Regions from separate parts of the Zea mays genome. Here region 2 is linked to region 1. Evidence: chromatin contacts called from public Hi-C data. All regions are on one chromosome and are shown on one strand. The core of a region is the stretch at or near the end of the contact, and the rest is flanking DNA. Distances in the headings are between cores, read along the strand shown. Region 1 holds the start of LOC100381591. Region 2 holds the start of LOC100194040 (ribosomal protein L10 homolog).

Region 1 (5,282 bases), core at 1,538-4,037:
CATTTTGGCAATGTAGATAATGATTCTTGGAATAACAAGAATGGATATACATTGATATGCTCTTTTCAAGAATGGATACACTGCATGCATGTGATTTATATTTACAATGCATCATCATTATCATTGTACTGAGATCTGCTTACATGTGATTTTTCAATCTCAACTTATTGATGGAAGGCCTGTACTCAAGGCCTCCTTTTGATGGTCTGTGATGCTTGGGGTATGAGCTGCATTTATGCTGCTTTCTGCCTATGACCTTTAGGCCCTGTTTGTTTACCCTCTAGATTATATAATGCAGCTTAAATAAGAGACAAACAAACAACACAAATTATTAGGTGGATTATATAATCTACATACCTAGATTATGATAATCCATAGGCAGGTCATTAGGTGCTTATATAATCCATAGGCAGGTCATTAGGTGCTTATATAATCCATGACCATAAGTTAGATTATATAATCCTGGAAGGAAACAAACAGGACCTTAGTTCACTGCACACACAAAACTTGTTTTTTTCCAGCTTGACTTTCACTGTCCTCGAGCAAGTAAAGTTGCTTTTTCCTATTATACTTCATTAATAACATCTTTTATTATTAACCTCCAAATATAGTCAACATGCTCTAGCTTAAATTTTTTGGTTTTCTTCAGCATGCTTTGGTCATCTAATTGTGTTGTTTTGGTCAGAATTTGTCTCAAACAAGGATGGGCGGCAGGAGGATGATGAGTTCAGAATCTGATCCATCACTAAATGTTGAACATCGGAGCATGAGGAGGGCACCATTATCGTCAGCTGGGAACCTGCCTCCTATGGGGAGGTAAGCATATGATGCCATACTGTTGTGCCATTGTAGTTATGTGCATGTATTTGTTTTTGGCCATCATATATTTAGATGCGAGTGTGACATATTACTTTGAAATTGCCAGGCCAATCTCTTCGTCGCAGCAGGCATCAGGTTTGTGCACCGTTGATTGTTTCAGTTTATGATATGTAGCTGTGTTGTTCCAAATTCTGAAACAATTGCTACGTGCGTACTTTCAGATCGCAGAGGGGGATCTTCAGCTTCCAACACAAGGAAAGATGAGTACAACTGGAGATACGATACCACCGATGATATATCTGAAGAGGTGCTACGGGCATCGACTGCTCTAGAAAGTGTTCAGCTAGACCGCAAATCTCGGAATCTGCCAACATCTTGGAGGTAGGTGGGGCCATCGTTTGATTAATCGCCCCTCCCTCATAATAATGTGTACGTGTCCAATGTGATTGCCTTTTATTTTGGCCGGGAAACACCATGTGATGGAATGCGTGTATGGTGTGTGCCTTCAATTTGCAGGCATTCAGGGGATGGCGCCGAGTAACAACAAGGCTTTGGAGCTGGTTGCTTGACTTGACCCTGTATCATGTAATTTGTATGCCAATCATTTGCAGTGATACGATGCTTGGATTGCTGCTATCTTAGAGAAGTGGTAAACTGGTTATGCGTGTTTGTCTTGTAACGAACAAAACAACTTTAGTGTTAGTTTCATGTTGCAATTTTCAAAGCTCTCATGTTGGAACTGCGTGGACTAGTTTCATCGTCATAAAGCTCATTTTATTCCCGTAGAACATTATTTAATCATCACTCGCTTCATCATGTGTGTATATTTGTTTAGTAGCTTATTTAATGCTCCTGAAACTTTACTAAAACTGCCTTAAACCCACCTTATTTTTTGACTAGAAAAATAGATGATCAAGTAAGGCCTCTACTTAACCCCTCAAAATCAAGAAAGCCCCTAATCTATGCAAGTATACATCCTCCCACTCCTCCCATGATCAAGTAGGACTGGCTTTAATCCATATGGGTTTTCTACTGTTTCTACAACGTTGTCTCTATAGATTATAACTGTAGCAGTCCAAACAACTGCTTTTTAATCTGAAGCGAAAATATTTCTCTTACCATGCCTTTTTCACCATCCCATGTTATAGGCTCCACCCATTGACCCATCATGCGTCAATCTGCCACTGCCTATGGATGTGTCCACAACCACTACTATCATCACAAACAATAACCCTATGCACCTTCTTTCCTAACATCAAAATACAAGGAGAGAGCCTTGCTAAATTGATGCCTCTACCTAGCCATAGGCTAAATCCAACCTCTATTCCTCCCCAATACATACCCCACCACTTTTCTTCTTTCTAACCTAGAACCAATGCAATTTTACATGTGCATTTTTATGGTCCATTGACACTAGAAAAAGTTAAGACCTCTTGGATGTAGCACAAAAAAAAAAGATTGTTGTTTTAAAATAATAACGATGTAAAACATGTCATGCATGATTATGAATCTAAGTTATATACTCTCCGCATCCTAAAATAGTATTTGTTTTAGCTCTTAATTTTTATGTCTATATAAATAGACGATAATAAATCTAGACATATATAAAACACATATATCAAATATTGTATAAACTTATTAATTATCTAAAACGAATTTTAAATTTGGGACAGAGAGAGTATAAGGTATAGAGAAGGCGATTATAGATTTTTAGAAAGTAAGAAGGCAAGATAAAGAAAGAGTTTATGAAATAGAAAAAATCTGAGTTGGAAGGAACCTTTTCCTTTTTAATACTCTATCGGTTCTAAAATATAATTTGTTTTAGACTAAACATATATTTATTAATTAACTTATGAATCTAGTTTGCATCTATGTATACATTTAAGGTGGAAGAAAAAGAGCTAGAAAGAACTATATTTTAGGACGAAGGGATATTATGTTGAGATTCAGATTGAGATGAGGTAGATAAGATAGAGATATGTTTGAATCAGTCTTAATCAGCGCAAAAGAAAAGTATGGATGAGTTTGGTGCGGCACACCACAAGGAAGAGCACAGAAAATCCCAAATTCCCACCACGCAGGTCGCAGGCGCACCCGTCTCTCCCTTCTTCCTCCTCTCCCTCTTCTACACCCGACAGGCACAGGCACAGGCACAACGCATCGTCCCCCTCCCTTTCCAGCGCCCCAACCACAAGGAACAGCCGAACAGGTCGGGGTCAAGCCATCGGACCTTGATTCCGCTTGCCCTCCTGCTTTATCCCGCCGCCGCCGTCGTCGTCTCAACCGCCCACTCCTTCCTCTCCCTGCCGCTCCTGCGAATCGCGAAATCGGAGACCCCCGGACCGCCCTCCAATGTGAGTTTCTCTCCTTCCCGCTACTCCACCTTCCCCTTTTCGGCTCGATTCACTACAATCTCATGGGAATTTCGCTGCACTGCCCTCTCCCTCTTTTTTCTGTAATTATTGCTGTTATTAATAATATCAGACCCGTGCGCGTATCCCCGTAGCAGAGAACAACCGGTGGTATTTAGGACTGTCATATGTTTTTTTCTGCCGATAGATTTAAAGTTGGATGGCTGATTTGTTAGAATCGGACAAGGTTCGAACAGTCTATCCTTCCTGTGCTGTGTGCTCGAATATTTGGCATCTCAAGTTCCTGACACTGTACCTCAAGGATTTGTTGATTGATGCCTTACCTGTTCGAGTCTAGGTCGTCTTCTTATTGTTCTGCGTGCATAATACTTGGGACTTGGTGGTTGTTTCTCCTCACGCTGGCTGACTTGCAATCCACCAGGACGACCATGAGCGACGATGGTGACCGCACCTGCCCGCTCTGTGCCGAGGAGATGGACATCACTGACCAGCAGCTCAAGCCATGCAAATGCGGTTATGATGTATGTCTACTGATCTTCTTCCTATCCTATCAATCATATTGCAGCCTGCCTTGCATGCACTTTGTGCCATCATCTAACAATAACTGCCATAACTCTGCAGATTTGTGTTTGGTGCTGGCACCACATCATAGACATGGCTGAGAAGGAGGAAACAGTGGGCCGCTGCCCTGCATGCCGCACATGCTATGACAAGGACAGGATCGTCAAGATGGCTGCCACTTGTGACAGGTCCATCACAATGCTTCTCTTTTGCCAATCAATTTGTGTTTTACTTCAGCATACTACAACATTTGCAATTGATTACCCTTTTACATATCATATAAGAATAGGTAGGTCTTCTCAGCCTTTATTTCTGTCTCAGTTAACTGGTCCCATCTGTTGAAGTTGACCTTGCCACTAGGTATCTCAAACTTAACTTTACACTGATGATGGAAGCAGGACAGTGGCAGAGAAAAATGCAGAGAAGAAGCACAGGACCCAAAAGGTTAAGCCAAAGGCAGCACCTTCAGCAGCAGCAACATCAACTGTAGAATCTAAGAAGCATCTGGCTAGTGTCAGGGTTATCCAGAGAAATCTGGTGTATATAATTGGGCTACCTGCACATTTATGCAATGAGAGCGTGAGTTCACATCCAAATTTGATCAAGTTGTGTGATATGTTTAAATTTTACTTCTCATACCAGCTCTACTATTATTACTTGTTTAGGTACTTGAGTGTAGGGAGTACTTTGGCCAATATGGGAAAATTTTGAAGGTTTCAGTTTCCCGTCCGACTGGGCCTCCCTCTCAGCAGGCATCAGCAAACAGCAATATTAGTGTGTATGTCTCTCTGAACCATACACTATACATGCATGATCTGTTCATACTTCATATGCAGTTAGATTTCTACTTTCATCAGTCATCACTGCCTCACTGGTTAATTAGTCGTATATCAAATATTTATCCACTGCTTCCATGCAATTGCATGTTTCAAGTTTCTAATGCTTCCTTGTTATACCAGACCATTGGTGTTATAAAAAAATTCCAGACTTCCATCTCGTTACTCGTTTTCCAGTGAACTTAGTGAAAATGTGATAGTTATGCCCATATTCTTGCAACTAGCTCAGTCATATAAGTTTACTCGGCTGTGTGATTTGCCTGCAGCCTCTGTGCTTGAAAGTAACATTTGTATCCTCATTGCCAACATTAAGATATGTATTGTATTATTGGCGTGAAATTCTAAGAATCAGATAGATGCAAGTTATCTGTTCTGGGCTAAGTTCAGATTCTAATCCTGCATGTGCAGATACCAGATATAGATGAAATGCACCTCTTAATGAAATGCCTGATTTTCTTGGTTTGAGTACTTTATATTGTTCTCCTGGGATGTTTTTAGTTTCTGGGTGATTTTCTCGGAAGTTCCAAGAGTGCCTCGATGTATTAGGAAACTGTGTTATGCCAGAAACATGCATAATGCATTTTTTATATTTAACCAGAATTGAGTTAGGGATTATCATTAAGACATTAACCAATACGTAGTTAGGGTGCCTATTTTTTTCTAGTGTAGAATTTGATGTGTATATTGAATGTGC
Region 2 (5,282 bases), core at 958-3,457, 370 kb after region 1:
GGAGTTGCGGCTAAGGGGTGTTAGATGTGTGTGCTACACCTATAATGGGCTTGGCCCAACCTATATTTGTTTTCTCCCTATTAATAGGGAACCCCAAAACTCTAGTTAGGGTTATGGTTTCCAATAGAATATTCTATCATTACAAGAATATGATATCAATCAACCTCTTAACTAATGCTGATACGATATTCAAATCAGCTTACACCTTTCAACAGTTGAGTAAATATGGGGCAGAATGAAGAAATACACTAGCATTTTTTTCCTGCAGATTGTATCTTTCTAACTTCCAATACTCCCTGGTACATGGCCACACGCACAGTTACCAAAAGCTGTCCCAGCAAAGACAGCAAGTGAGCCCTTTGTGTATACAGGAAACAAAAGCTTAAGAGGATTCATCAGCTCCTAGGTGCATCAAGCCTTCTTTGTAAACTTCAAAGTCATCGCCCGACCAGCGACACACAAGGTATAGACGGAATGTCGCCATTTGTATCCCAAGCAGCCGCTGCAAGAGAGAGATCGAAGGATACTCAATACAATGGAATAGAAAAGGATAAAATGAGTAGGTGTCGATTTTCACGTAAACTGAGCACAATAGAGCCTAACTTTAGATTAATCATAAGTTACATAATGAATTATGGCATATCTTCAAAATCAAACATATAACAGCCATCACACAGTAATACTGTACCAGAGTCTGCGCTGCTTCTGGCGAAAGGGGCTTTCCTTCCTCACAAACTACATGGTCTGCAACCAACTCTACAACACCTGCAACAACAATGGTAGACTTTTTAACGACAACTTGGCAGATTCTAAGCACATATGTAATGCAGACGAGACTGCAAACCTTTGTTCAAGCGAACTGGAAGTCCTTGCTTGCGTAGAAATGGCTCCATCTCATGTGTGAACTGTTCCAGAGGGCCTTCCTTAAGCTCAACCTGAGGAATTGTAGATGTTGTTTGTAAAATGTTGTAAATTTGGTGAAACTCATTATACAAGAAACCGAAAATGGCACTACAGAGCTACTACAAATAAGTGCCATTGTCAAAGTACTGTTACCACTGTGTGCGTGATAGTATCAGTATATACTGGTAATACATTAACACCAAGAGCCTAAACTTGACATTGGTCAGCAGAACATGGTTTTCCTAGCCAGTCTATTTGAAGAAACCAGACCAGGGATATACATGAAAAGCAAAACTAGAATACCGTATCGATAGCAGTACTTCCTGTCCTTGCAAAATCATGCTCCTCGAATTCTCGAAACATCCTGCCAGTATGATATATACGAGCATATCAAAATCTTCATATAAAGCTACAACAAGAAATGTAAGTAATGGTGATGACATCCGGATACTACCTCTCAACATCATCCCTTGGAAGATTGGTGAATAACAGACCAGAGTTGCCTTGAAGGAACTAAACACGGCGAAGTTACTTTCATCAAAACGTCATATTAATGGGGAATGCAGTGCCTACTAAATTCTGAAAAGGAACAGGTCTCACCTTGGAAAGTTTGTGGAGGCCTGTTTTAGCTTCATCAGCAGGCGAACGCCCCAGCGCTATCTGCATAACCTTCTTTCCAGCGAGAAAAATCCTGGAACAGAACATATTGCATGGAAGGGTAAGATGGATGACCAAAGCAGAAGCGGAATTAGATCCGGTCCACTCCACTGCAGCGTTCGGAGACAGAATCAACAGCATGCAATGTGGGCGCCGTACCTGCTCGAAGACTTGAGCTGCTCCCTGAGGTCCTTGAGCTTCTGATTCCTCATGTTATCGTAGGTAAAAACATAGGCGCTGCTGTATTTGTCGACAGCATCTTTTATCTCGGCGACTACTTTGCCCTTGCGCTCTAAACCTGGCTTCTTCTTGGTCTTCGATAAGGTCACTGCGTTCGGCGCGCATTAGCATAATTTACAGCAGCGAGGCCACTGTGCAAGCTAAGAAGTGTTGTTGCTTGAGAGAGATTTGTTTTTTACTTCCAGACTAGCAAACAAATTTTAGAAGGCACAAATTTGTACAGGAAAACGCTTCGATACTACAAACAGGAAATAAGCGAGAGAGCTCTACGAAGGTGCAGAAGGGAGAGGAGGAGCTTGAAACGATTGATGATCACCTGGGCGGTTGCGCTTCGACTTCGGCATCGCGTTCCTGCTTCCTTCCTCGTCGCGGTTGGCGGCGGCGGCGCGGGCCTCTGCTAGGTTTTAGAGGTCTGTTCGTCTCGTGCTCGGTGCCACTGCCGGCGCTATGTTTAGGTGTATAGTTTTTATCGCGGAAGGATACGATGGAGAGGCTAATGTCTGTTGGACTAGCAGGCCCATTAACTTGCAGAGCCCACTTGTTCATCCAGGATATAATAAATGAACTAATACTATCTAAAGTCATGTTAGGAAGAAACCTAGTTTTTTTTAAAAAAAAAACTGTTTCTATCTCAAATTTTCTATAAACCGGTTTATTAAAAAACTGTATAAGGGTGTTTGGAACCTGGTTTTTAAGAAATTAGTTTTTAGTTATTTGATACACGATGGCTAGTCTATATTTACTCTATTTTAAAAGTGGTGATAATAGATGTAAATTTTGTGAAATCAATAATGATAAGAATGGGAAAACTGTTTTTAGATAGGACAAGATAGCTTCTTGGTTTTTTAGAAAACAGGAATCCCAGTTTTTATAGATTAATGTATAAATTGGTATGTTAAGAACCACTTAGTTTTTATAATGTGGTTTCATAGAATCTATATGATTCTAAACATACCTTAAGTATAAGTTAACATATATGGCCTATTAGCTCAGTTGGTTAGAGCATCGTGCTAATAACGCGAAGGTCGCAGGTTCGAGACCTGCATGGGCCAAATTTTAGAATGTTTTTTGTTTTTTTTTTTTGTTTTTTTTTCTTTGGTTCTCCACAACGATCCTCATGGGCACCACAGCTGCAAGCGCAGCCCAAGCATATGCATAAAGATAGCAAAACCACAGCCTACTCTGCAATGTGTTCAGAAGAAGCATACCAGCGACAGCGACAAACAAATATTTGATCACTAAAAAATATACCTGCGGTCTCCATGCGCCTGGTGATCATCGAGTTCAGCACGCCTCTTTCACCATGCCTGGCGATGATGATAAGCGCAGCAAGGAATGGAGCAAATACATCATCTGATTCTGAAAACGAAGCGACCAAGGAAAGGAACTATTTGCAGCAAGGTAGATGGACTAGGGGCATAAGACGAAGAACTTTGTCTTTGTTGGTGGCCTAATTTTTACTTTACCTGAAGAAAGAGGAAATGCACTAATTCCTAGAGTTATGTTTATGTGCACCAGTTTCCTGCAGAGGTTGTAGAATGCAAAGATAAAGACATACGGAGACCAATCAATAAGTTCATGTCCTTAATTAGAGTTCCTAGAAAAATACAGTACCATTCTATTGGGAAAATATTAAAACTCTTCTCTTTGCATGCACACATAGAGTCGCTTGACAAAGGTTAATGTGTCAATTAACAAAAAGATCAAAATTGGACATAAAACTGTTAATTGTGTTTTTATTAATTATGTTTTCAACAATATTGGATATATATTTTAAGGCTATCTCCAGCAGCTTACATATCATCATCCCTATATTCAAACTATAATCGACGAACAGTGCAGCCTACAATGCAAAACAACATATGAGTGAACTGTTGTGGACAGTCTAATAATAAACTCTAGAGTACCAAATACTCATGCTAGTACTATTACAGATCTGGTTGGGCCATTGGGAGGTCGTTATTCGTCTCGATCGCGAGACACTTAGGCCACGCCGATTGACCGAACACGGACCCTGCTGCCGCAACCCCCTCTGTGGTGGGACTTCGGACGGCGGCGCAAGTCCCATGCCTCCTCAGATGGTTGAGTTGTTGTCGAACTACTGATGCCTGGGCTAGAGGAAAATTGAGGCGGTTCCAAATATATCAGTTAATGACTCAGTTTATAGAAATTAGATTATTAGTTTCTTAAAACCTAAAACCAAGAAGTTGACCTCTTAGCTAAAAGATAAAAAATGGTTTCTTAAAAAGTGAGTTGCTTGCAAACTGGGCATTTCTCCGTTCTGGATTATAAGTTATTTTGTCTTCTTGTACTTATATATACTCTCGTTTTGTTGATGCTAATCTATAAATAAATGGACTAATTGGCTTAGTGAAAGATCATATAACCTAAACTAACAGAGTGATTGTTTTCTTATATGCTAATATGCCGTTTAGGCATTATTCAGCCTAGCTAATACCTATCTAAAAGCGACAAATCAGTGTTTAGGCAAACAGTTGATATTACTCTCTCAAGAAAACATGGATTGAGTTTTGAGGAAGGGTTGCGTTGCATATTTGATGCCATATGCCATCATGAATGAATGGCAGGATGTTTATCTCATATTATGTTTAGACAGCGTACTGAAGAAGTGCTGGTGGGTTGTCATTCAATGGGAATGGTCTGGATGTTGGTTATCTAAGTAAGCCATTTTTTCATTGAAAGTAATTATAATATTATATCAACACTAACACCCAAAAAGGGTGTTTGGTCTAGTGGTATGATTCTCGCTTCGGGTGCGAGAGGTCGCGAGTTCGATTCTCGCAACACCCCTTTTTTATATACATTTTTTAATATGTAATGGTCCCACTTGGCAGTGTCTTGTCTTGTGTTTGCGCCTGAGATCATTGGCCGTTTCCTGCTAATGTTTTTTTTAGGCATTTTCTGCTAATGGGTTGAAACCTAGCCAAATCCATTGCAAATGAGTTATCTTCTTTAACCCAATCCAATAATTCAACTAAATAATTTACTCTAACCCGCCTATAGATAATGGGTTAAACTCATTACATACACCCATGTAATACATATGGAAGAATCGTGTTCACTGAGTGAATTCGCTACCATGTTTTGACTTTAAAATTTTTACAAAATTAATTATCTTTTAGAAATGAGTAAGAATGATTATCTGCTAATTTGTGTGTAACAGTATAGCTATATCCATGTGTGGGTCCCACTTTAAAAGCCATATCTTAAAATTAAAATGTCATGCTTATACCTTAAACTTTTCACAAAAATGATTGCCTTTTTTAGAAATGAGTAATGTCGGCGTTTCGGACCCGGGGGTCCCTGGACTGACGAGTAAAATTGTTGTTGTGTGCCCCTGCCTAGATGGGTTGGCGCGGGATGGAACACAAGTGGAGGAATGAGCCTTGTATTATCCTGCACCGGGGTGCTCGTAGTAGGGGTTACAAGCCTTGCGAGAGAGCGAGGGCGAGAGGGAGCGA

The links. A called contact is a pair of places that touch in the nucleus more often than the background predicts.
Region 2: a contact with region 1 is called in a Hi-C map of tassel, with 2.1 times the contacts expected there. The contact joins the promoter of LOC100194040 here to the promoter of LOC100381591 in region 1. A contact is called at or near these places in 2 of 25 Hi-C or Micro-C datasets (ear and tassel).

What each region holds. Positions count from the first base shown.
Region 1 is chr3:234,962,515-234,967,796 of Zm-B73-REFERENCE-NAM-5.0, forward strand. LOC100381591 reads left to right here and starts at 2,788. Exons shown (of 14, transcript XM_008674846.4): 1 at 2,788-3,173; 2 at 3,613-3,712; 3 at 3,813-3,940; 4 at 4,151-4,331; 5 at 4,418-4,530. The coding sequence starts at 3,172. It overlaps LOC100274116, which reads left to right. Exons shown (of 8, transcript NM_001360535.1): 5 at 686-816; 6 at 926-954; 7 at 1,041-1,200; 8 at 1,336-1,582. The coding sequence ends at 1,360.
Region 2 is chr3:235,328,287-235,333,568 of Zm-B73-REFERENCE-NAM-5.0, forward strand. It overlaps LOC100194040 (ribosomal protein L10 homolog), which reads right to left and starts at 2,208. Exons shown (of 8, transcript NM_001359379.1): 1 at 2,117-2,208; 2 at 1,720-1,888; 3 at 1,504-1,594; 4 at 1,358-1,416; 5 at 1,207-1,267; 6 at 845-935; 7 at 689-765; 8 at 83-502. The coding sequence starts at 2,144. The coding sequence ends at 383. TRNAI-AAU (transfer RNA isoleucine (anticodon AAU)) reads left to right here and starts at 2,779; the gene lies at 2,779-2,852. TRNAP-CGG (transfer RNA proline (anticodon CGG)) reads left to right here and starts at 4,540; the gene lies at 4,540-4,611.